Regions from separate parts of the Mus musculus genome. Here all the other regions are linked to region 2. A link is a contact called in public Hi-C and HiChIP or PLAC-seq data. All regions are on one chromosome and are shown on one strand. Each heading gives the region's core, a stretch centred on a gene start, on an enhancer-like site or on the middle of the called end of the contact. The rest is flanking DNA. Distances are from core to core; before and after follow the strand shown. Region 1 holds the start of Chst13 (carbohydrate sulfotransferase 13). Region 2 holds the start of Aldh1l1 (aldehyde dehydrogenase 1 family, member L1). Region 3 overlaps Zxdc (ZXD family zinc finger C).

The links. Hi-C and Micro-C count contacts between places; a contact is called where the count stands out from the background. HiChIP or PLAC-seq counts read pairs in DNA pulled down with a chosen protein or histone mark.
Region 1: a contact with region 2 is called in an H3K27ac HiChIP or PLAC-seq map of embryonic stem cells, with 6 read pairs. The contact joins the promoter of Chst13 here to the promoter of Aldh1l1 in region 2. A contact is called at or near these places in 7 of 39 promoter capture datasets (3T3-L1-derived adipocytes, cranial neural crest, embryonic stem cells and 1 more), 3 of 484 Hi-C or Micro-C datasets (embryonic stem cells and liver), 4 of 115 datasets of contacts at active chromatin or transcription factors (embryonic stem cells, pancreatic cancer cells and stem cell-derived neural progenitor cells) and 2 of 9 other capture datasets (adipose tissue and liver).
Region 3: a contact with region 2 is called in a Hi-C map of liver, with 2.2 times the contacts expected there. The contact joins the enhancer-like site here to the promoter of Aldh1l1 in region 2. A contact is called at or near these places in 1 of 484 Hi-C or Micro-C datasets (liver) and 5 of 115 datasets of contacts at active chromatin or transcription factors (double positive thymocytes, embryonic stem cells, intestinal villus epithelium and 1 more).

What each region holds. Positions count from the first base shown.
Region 1 is chr6:90,323,494-90,326,576 of GRCm38.p6, forward strand. Chst13 (carbohydrate sulfotransferase 13) reads right to left here and starts at 1,692. Exons shown (of 3, transcript NM_027928.1): 1 at 1,582-1,692. The coding sequence starts at 1,669.
Region 2 is chr6:90,549,024-90,552,302 of GRCm38.p6, forward strand. Aldh1l1 (aldehyde dehydrogenase 1 family, member L1) reads left to right here and starts at 1,770. Exons shown (of 23, transcript NM_027406.2): 1 at 1,770-1,947.
Region 3 is chr6:90,396,172-90,399,116 of GRCm38.p6, forward strand. Zxdc (ZXD family zinc finger C) reads left to right here. Exons shown (of 10, transcript NM_173002.3): 8 at 2,591-2,760. Among named protein-coding and RNA genes, the nearest start is that of Zxdc, 28 kb to the left of the region's middle. Within about 2 kb of position 1,335, at least 10 of the 459 cell types and tissues checked have an H3K27ac peak or open chromatin away from gene starts, as enhancers often do. A contact at or near this core is called in liver, where this site is marked.

The sequences.
Region 1 (3,083 bases), core at 442-2,941, 230 kb before region 2:
AAAGCTAGGGTCAGTGAGGACTTCCCAGGGAAGACAGCATGAGACCAGCCTGGGGATGGCAGGTGTAAATATCAGCCCTACCCGAGCGAAGCTGGTAAGGGGAGAGCACGCAGCCCTTTCTCTAACCGTGCTTGCACTTTCCCTCCCCTGCTCCCGTTCACACCCCTTACCCCTAGCTTCCCTAGGAGAGGAGGGGTCCCAGGGCTACGATTGCTTTTCTTCCCAAACCTGGCTGGAGGAGGTGGCAGGAGAGATGTGTCCCAAAAGGCATGAAGACATCCTCATGGCCACCCAGGCACATGCCTCTCTGCAGACACACCCCAGGGCCAGACTATCCACTCATACCCCAAAACAGTGTTTGGGCCCTGAGGGACCTGAGCCATTGTGGCCCAGGAATGGGTAAACATTTGTCTACAATGAATGACAGGGTGGACAGAGACTGTGGCATCAGCAGACACTGCGACCACACCCAGACCGTGCCAAGGGACATGTTAGACATGAGAAAGCACCTATACAGAAGTAGCCATTCACCTACAGGTCTTCAGTAAGGAGAAGGCTCCCTTCCGGGGGGGGGGGCTTGCAGGGGTGCCCTGGCACAGCCACTTACATCTGGTCATGCAGAGCTTGTTAATTGGCAGAGTGAGTAGACACAGGCATGGTGACTACTCCTGAGGCCTTCCCAGTTCTGTTCACCTGGCATCCTTCCCAGGGGTCCCTAAGGACGAAGCCAGTGTGATGCACGGGCTGGGGGCCAAGCACTGTCTACTGTAACATTCAAACTCACCCTCCTAAAATCCCTGTAAGCATGGAGTCAGAACCTATTCCATAGATGAGACTGTTAAGGCCCTGGGAGGGGACAGATAATAGGTTAAGCTTGCTGAGTGACCTCTGATCTACAAGCCTGCTGGTCATTGAGGTCCTCCATGGATCAGTACCATTCTGAAAACAGTTTTCCCTTGTCCTGAGTCACTCTCAGCTAATGACCCTGTCCACCCTTGAGTAAAAACCTGTCTGGAAGTGAGCAGACCCCATACACACAGACTAAGGATGGACAAACCGTCAGAAAAGTAGCCCACTGCCCAGGTACCTCTAAGCCACTCCACACCTGACCTCTGCCCTCAGCTTGGTCTGTAAAGTGAGTTATCTGCCAGAGGATCAGAGGAGACCTAGGTTCATTCAGAGTGAAACTGACCACATGCCTGGTGGAAACTGGTACTAGCAGGTCGTGATCCCTGAAACGCCAGGCCAGCATAGACCTGTGCAGTTCTTCTGTGGATGTATAGACTCAGCAGGATCTCAGATTAAGACAGGCATCCAGGCCAGAGAGCAAACTGACTTCTCAAGGCTCAGAGAGTAGGGCAAATGTAACAAACGCATCTCTAGATTGACCAAAAGTTCCCACCAGCAGCTCTACAGGGAGTCAGACAGTGGTCATCTCGCCAGCGACAAGAAAAGAAGTTCCATGCGGGAATGGAAGGAACCTGTCTTCCACTGGCGATGCCCCAGCCCCAAACAACAGGCAGGTGCCAGGTGGCTCTCTAGCTGAGGAAACAACGCAGAGCCCCGGGCCCGCGCACTCACCGGGACGCAGGGCGCACAGGAGCAGGAGTGCAGCACCCAGACTTGCCACCACCGGCAAGGGCCGCCTGCAACAGGAGCGTCTTCCCATGCTGTGCCTGGCACGCGTGGCAGGCGACAGTCATCCGGTGCGTTCTCCTTCCTACTGTGCGGCGGAGGTCCAGGACACGCCCAGTTCTGCCCTTAGTTTAGGGCCCGCCCAGAAGCAGCGTCCAGTGCTCCAGGCTAGAGATAGACGCGCCTGACTGACTTAATGGGTAAAGCTGTAACCCTAGGCCAATGAAAGCAGTATCTATCCCTGATACTAGTCATTAAACCAGGATTCCCTACTTTACACTGATGGGAATTGGTAGTGGAGAAACTCTCAGATATGGGTGTCCCGGGCCCAAGTGCTCTACTGGCGGAGCTAGAAGCTGCAGCTGAGGTCCTGGGAGCCAAAGCTTTGGTCAGAAACGGACTCCAGAAGCTCAGGTTGGACACTCATTGCCCTAGGCTTTAACCCCTAGTACAGGGCAGCTACTGGAAGCCTAGGAATGACAGCTCTGGTCCCCAAGCTTTCGGACTCTTGACCCTCAGTACTGGCAAATGTCACAGCTTGTAAGTCCAAGGGTCCTGGGACCCCCTGCCATTAAGGCTCAGTAGCTTCTCCTCCCAGCCTGCCTTCTCCAGTCTTAACCCTTGGCAATTTCTTGTCTCTTCTTTACTTCCCCTGGCCTTGCCTATGGAACTTCTGCTCTCACAGCAGCCCCTCAGTTCCCTCTCTGGGGAAGACCACTTTGAAGAAACTCTCCACGTGGACCACACAAGTGATCACAAGCTGATTCTGAATGGAAGTGTGTGCACCAGTCAGGACACGGCCCTTCCTGAAAACTAAGGACTGGATTTGCATCAGTCATAGCGCAGGGAGCCAGGAAAAAGACTCCCCCTCATCGTGAGTAAAAATGCCCCAGAGTCATGTTAATTCCCCCAAGGCTGATGATGGGCAGAAAGTCCTGCATCCTGCACAAACTGTTTGAAACAGCAGTGACTGAGACCAGGAGTCCGGAGCTTCGAGATCCAGCAGCTGAAATCAGAAACTCAGCTTCCCAAGGTGCTCAAGGAGAGTTCAAAGCAGCCAGAAACCATGAGGACAGTAGTAAGGTTAGATAAAGCTGAAAGCCTCACTGCCGAGGAAGGCTCTAAGTGTCAGGATCACAAATCTTCCAGGACCCAGCAACTTAGCTTATGTAAAGGAAAAAAAAATAGCATGTGGTTTAAACCCAGCTCTTGGGAGGCAGAGGCAGGCCAATCTCTGTGAGTTCGAGGACAGCCTAATCTACAAATCCAGGACTATTAAACAGAAAAACCCTGTCTCAAAAAAAAATCAATCAATCAACCACCCAATAAAAAGTAAAAGATAATATTGAAGGGGTACTTTGTAATAGAGGCCTTTTTATAGCTGTCTTCACAGTGCCCAGTGTCCTAGGAGCCCACAGTGACTTTTCAGGTAGGAAGGGAGGTGGTCT
Region 2 (3,279 bases), core at 520-3,019:
CCCCTTTCTGCTCAGTGCCCTAATAGAACAGATCCCCGAAGATTTCCCTAGATCTTGTTTTGACAGTCAGCTTCCAGGCTGACCTTTGGGGCATTCCATCGCCCACCCTTCTGCCAACTCCATTCCAACTGCCGAGTACAGAGCACACCAAATCCTGACATTTAATCATGCTACGTACAGATTTTAGCCCTTTAACTGCAAGCATGCCACCTGGTGTTGGGTCATCGCATACGCCTGTGGGTGGCATAAGATGGATAACACTGAAACTGGAGGGTCATAAAGGAAAGCGGAAAGCCCGCCCCAGGGCTGCAGTTGGGGACAGCTTCTCTGAAGATGTGGTGCGTTAATGGTGGGAGCTTCCTAACTCAAGGAGATAGTAAACAACACACAAAAGTCCGTGCGTGAGTCCTGGAGGACTTTTTGAGCGACTATTATCTGCCTTGTTAAGGAAGCAGGAAAGACAACTGTTGCATTTCCTGATCTCAGAGAGCTTACAGTCTGGTAGGAGAGCAGATGCACAGAGGACAGGGGCACTGAGGGCATGGTTAGTTCTCTATTGGCAGTAACTGAGAGTGGAGGGGCACAGAAGAGCCCAAGAGGCTCCTTAGGTTGTGTGGAGGGTACAATATGTTTGGGCTGAGCAACCCAGAGCCAGACTTTGTCTGGCTGGTAAGAGACAGAGGTGCCTGCTATCACAATCCAAGGGTCTGCTTGAGGCAGAGCCAGTGCAAAGGATGTGGTTAGAGCCAGCCTGGTGTACTGAAGAGGGGCGAAGAGCTTGAGTAAGGAGTCTCAGCGGTGGTTTGAGAGGCAGGGTGGTTAATGGAGTAGCTGCAGGGGAGAATCCTTGGGAGGGAGCCTGCAGGACAGAGCTTTGGTCAGGAAGTGATGGGCATGTCACTGGACCCTGTATTGTCTCTGACTTTTCTCAAGTAGGACAATGACTCTGCCCAGGGAGGGGGTCTGTGACAAGGTGGAAGGGCCAGAGGAGAACTTCTGAGAAGAAAACCAGAGGCCGTGAAGAGGTGGGAAGGGCATGGGATTCAGAACCTCAGGCCCACCAGGACACAACCCCAGGTCCACAGCAGATGGGTGACCTTGCATGTCTCAGTCACCAGCATTGTGCTCCTTGCTTATCACGCTTGGGTGAAGGAAATGACCCAAATAGCATAAAGCCTGAAGGCCGGGACTAGGCCAGCTAGGGCTTGCCCTTCCCTTCCCAGCTGCACTTTCCATAGGTCCCACCTTCAGCAGATTAGACCCGCCTCCTGCTTCCTGCCTCCTTGCCTCCTCACTCATGGGTCTATGCCCACCTCCAGTCTCGGGACTGAGGCTCACTGAAGTCCCATCGAGGTCTGGTCTGGTGAATCAGCGGCTGGCTCTGGGCCCTGGGCGACCAGTTAGGTTCCGGGCATGCTAGGCAATGAACTCTACCCGGAATTGGGGGTGCGGGGAGGCGGGGAGGTCTCCAACCCAGCCTTTTGAGGACGTGCCTGTCGCTGCACGGTGCTTTTTATAGACGATGGTGGCCCATTTTGCAGAAGGGAAAGCCGGAGCCCTCTGGGGAGCAAGGTCCCCGCAAATGGACGGATGACCTGAGCTTGGTTCTGCCAGTCCACTTCCCAAATCCCTCACCCCATTCTAGGGACTAGGGAAAGATCTCCTGATTGGTCATATCTGGGGGCCTGGCCGGAGGGCCTCCTATGATTGGAGAGATCTAGGCTGGGCGGGCCCTAGAGCCCGCCTCTTCTCTGCCTGGAGGAGGAGCACTGACCCTAACCCTCTCTGCACAAGACCCGAGCTTGTGCGCCCTTCTGGGAGCTTGCTGCCCCTGTGCTGACTGCTGACAGCTGACTGACGCTCGCAGCTAGCAGGTACTTCTGGGTTGCTAGCCCAGAGCCCTGGGCCGGTGACCCTGTTTTCCCTACTTCCCGTCTTTGACCTTGGGTAAGTTTCTTTTTCTTTTGTTTTTGAGAGAGGCACCCAGATCCTCTCCACTACAGGCAGCCGCTGAACCTTGGATCCTCAGCTCCTGCCCTGGGAACTACAGTTCCTGCCCTTTTTTTCCCACCTTGAGGGAGGTTTTCCCTGAGTAGCTTCGACTATCCTGGAACAAGCTTTGTAGACCAGCCTGGGTCTCCGGAGAGTTGGGATTAAAGGCGTGCACCACCACCCCAGGCTCATGTCCTAGGAGTTTTCTTGAGCACAGCTGAATCTTGGCTTCTGGTCTGTAAAATGTGGAGGTGTGGTGTCTTAACAGTACACCTCTCCTGAGGTTCCTGGAGAATTCTGGTCCTAGGCAGCTGGTGGTGAGTGTTGGCACTGTCCTCTGTCCATATAAGTTCTCTGTGCCCAGGAGACAGCAGGGACATATTTTACAGAGGCATTTGAGACACAGGGAAGGTGAAGTTCACTAAGGCCTTGCAGGCTTGAGAGCTGGGTTGCTCTATTGTTCCCTGTAGCCACACCCAGGATCATGGAAGTGTCTGATCTTGACTCCCTGAGGGACTTATCCACCCCCCACCTGGAGCCAGGGCAAAGAGGCTATCATAGGAGAGGGTCAGCCTTGAGCAGTTATAGGAGGGGGTTCCTTGCAGAATGTCTGGCCATGGGGTGAACTCTGACTACCACTAGGTCTGCTCCCAGCATGGGACTGCAGCAGGCTATAGAGGGAGGGCTCCTGCCACTGTTCTGCTGTCCTGACCCAGGGGCTAGAAGAAGGGACCTGCGGAACAGGAGCCCTCTGAGTCCCTGAAGGCCCAAGGCTTCAGCAGCCCCTGGGGGTGTCCCATGACAAGAAGACAGGGGTGGGAGTCTGCACCCTATAGCCTGGGGCTCAGTAGACCCTCCAGACCCTCATTTGCTATCTGTGTGGCCAAAGGCCAGCTTTATGTGACAGTCCTCACTCCATGTTCCTTCTTGTCCCTGAGCTGTGATAACGGCTGATCTGCAGCCATCCTGACTGAAGCCAGAAGTGGGGTTTTTGTTGTTTTGTTTGCTTGTGTTTTTCTCCCTTACTCTTTCTATAAATAACAGATGTTCAGAGGGAAGGGAGGCAGGTGAGGGAGCACAGAGCTGAAATCTCAGCACTCAAGGGGCTGAGGTGGGAGGATGGAAATGTCCAGGGCAGCCTGGGCTATGCACTGAATCCCCCTTGAAAGAAGGCAACAAATACATAGAGCACACACACACACACCATCCTGCAGACTCACATAGACACACACACCATATCCCAGACCCACAGACACACCATACCACAGACACACCATATCACACTGA
Region 3 (2,945 bases), core at 85-2,584, 150 kb before region 2:
GGTAGGGTAAGGCTTGCCAGAGAAACACTGCAGAAAACACTCAAGACATATTGTCATATTTTGCTCAGTTCCTTTAAAAATCCACCTACCAGCTTTGACTTCACTGGGAAGGATAAACAACGAAGCCATGCGGGTAGGCAAAGAATAAGCCCGAGTACCTGCTTCACAGGGCGGTGGCCAGCATGGCTGGGCTTGGCCGCTCTAGAAACATGGCACAGCCTTACACTCGTAATCCTGCAGCTTGCACAGTAGCTAGAAAACAGCATATACTAGATAGACACCATTTCAGTCGTGTCTGCTCTTGAAACTAAAAAGCTATCTTAACCCTCTTACTGTACAAAGTAATATTTTTGATGTGTGTTAGTGTTTGTTGTAATTACAAAAGCTAAAGGCAGCCTTTTATCAGAATAAGCACCCCTAACTGCTCTGACTTGATGCCTGCCCTCGCTGCCTGGCCTTCCTGGCTGTTACTTCTTCAACACTGAGTGAGTTCTTTCAGGAACTAAGGGTGGTGGTGAAAGTATATTTAAGACTCATGGGTATTTTATTTTTAAAATTTCAATTAACAGAGATCTATGCTGACCATGTTTATCCTTTCCATAAGTGATCATTAAATACAGGCAGGGGAGAAAAGTACAGGGAGAAAAAGTCATTCCCAGTCATTTTGAAATGTATTTTCAATACAGTTTGGCTTTTTAATAGGACTGTCAATACTTGTGCCAGGCATTCCTGTAATCCCAGTACTCAGGAAGCTGAGGCAGGAGAATCACAAGTTCAAGACCAATAATGAGGAAGGCCCTCTATATGGTTATAAGAAGTTGCCATTCTTGAGGGAGCTCCCTTGCATCTGATGATACATCTGCCATCGTGGGATTTGGTTTGCATGACTAGTTATTACTAGTTATTGCAATGGTGACTCAATTTTAACTTGTAGACTAAAAATGTCAAAATACAAAATTTTAGCTATGTTCTTTTGTTTTGTTTTGTTTTGTTTTTGTTTTTTGGAGACAGGGTTTCTCTGTAGCCCTGGCTGTCCTGGAACTCACGCTGTAGACCAGGCTGGCCTCAAACTCAGAAATTCACCTGCCTCTGCCTCCCGAGTGCTGGGATTAAAGGCGTGTGCCACCACGCCCGGCTTCTGTTCATATTTTTATGTCAAGGAAGCATGCTTGGTTAATAGGAAACTTAAAAGCATAAGAGTTCACACATGTATAGTTCCGGAGGGATAGTGTTCAGGAAGCAGCAGGAAGCTTCTTGCTATGTCTGGCCCTGGGCCCTGTCTTGCAGTAGCCCAGCCCCAACCCTGCTCTGCTGAGAACAAAGCAGTTAGGCAGGAAAATTGTGTACAGACCATCAGGGACTTTGAACAGAGAGCCCAGCAGGTAAGCTGAAACTGGAGTGGATCCACCTCTCTCTGCAATGAGGGAGCTCAGTCTCTGTTCCTGACATGGGCCCTCCTCACCTTGTCCATAGCCTGGTTAATATTTGCACTTCAAGAAAGAGTTCCTCCTGCTAACCAGAGAGCACATATGTAACAATTGTGCAGCTGGGTCCTTATGTGGGACTCCTAAAGCCAGAGCAAGGGCTGTCTCTGACGGCCCTATCTTGCCTGCCTTTGAATCCCTTCCCCTATCTGGGCTGCCTTGTCTAGCCTCAATAGAAGAAGATGATGGGCCTAGTTTTACTGCAACTGGATATGCCAAGGCTGGTTGATTCCTTCAGAGGCTTCCCCTTTTCTGAAAAGGGGAGGAGGGGTAGGGGGAAGAAGAGGTAAGAGGGAGTGACTAGGAGGAGGGAGGGGAAGTAAATAAAATAAAATAATAAAATAAAATGAAAAGAGTTCTTCGATCCCCACCCTGAGAGAAAGCAGGCTGTAGGTGGGGAGAGGCAGAAAGAAGCCCTGTGCCTGTGTCAAACATGACCAGAGCACACTTGGATTTCACCCTCACAAGGTCATGGTAACCTTCAAAAGTGAGGTCAGCAGGTCCATAGCAGCTATGGGCATTGCAGAGGGCACGTAGTTAATCCTGCTGCAACTAGAAGGCTGGTCTGTGTGGCAAAGCCAGCTACTGTGTTCTCTCTCCTTCCAGGAGCTGTGGGGATTTAGGGAGGAGATAGGACTTGGCCCTCACAAGAGCACCTTGAGTCAGGTTCTGTCAGGCACAAGGATTTACAATGGGTTTTGTAAGTTTTCTGCTAAAGTCTCAGGTTTGTCTGTTTTACCTCTTTCTTTTTTTTTCCCCCTCTTTCTTGCCTCATGATAATTTCTAAGATTGATTGGCTGCTTATTTATTTGTTTGTTTATTTTATTTATTTATTTTATATGAGTACGCTGTAGCTGTACAGATGGTTGTGAACCACCATGTGGTTGCTGGAGATTTGAACTCAGGACCTTTGGAAGAGCAGTCAGTGCTCTTAACCGCTGAACCATCTCTCCAGTCCCTCATGAAAATTTCTTTGGAACAATTTTCAAGTCAGGGAAGCTGTGTGGGATGATGGGAGCCATGAAGGTTCTTCCTCTCCTCGCCAGTCAGGGCTGAGCCCAGTGAAGCATGTGTTAGATGTGCTGTTTTTATCTGCTTTGTTTTAGGAGCCTCTGACTCTGCTCACAGGAAAGTAAAAGGTGGCACGATCAACCCTCCTCATGTCCACTCAGGCCAGCACAGTTGTTTCTGTGGAACTCTCATGGTACCCAGTGGAGGTCTGACAGTGCCAGCCCCTGCAGCTGGGCTGCAGTGTGTCCAGATCCCTGTTCTGCAGGTAGGAACCAGCCATATGGATGCTGAGGTCTACAGGGGCAGGATAGTGGAGGGGTGGCCTCTGCCCTCTCAGTAAACTGCCCCAAGTCCTGTGTCCTGTCCCAGCCATCTTAATAACCCCAGCCTCTCTCTTCTTCCCAGCCTGTCTCACTTCATCTGTGCAAGCCCTTGCCTTTGTTAGGACTG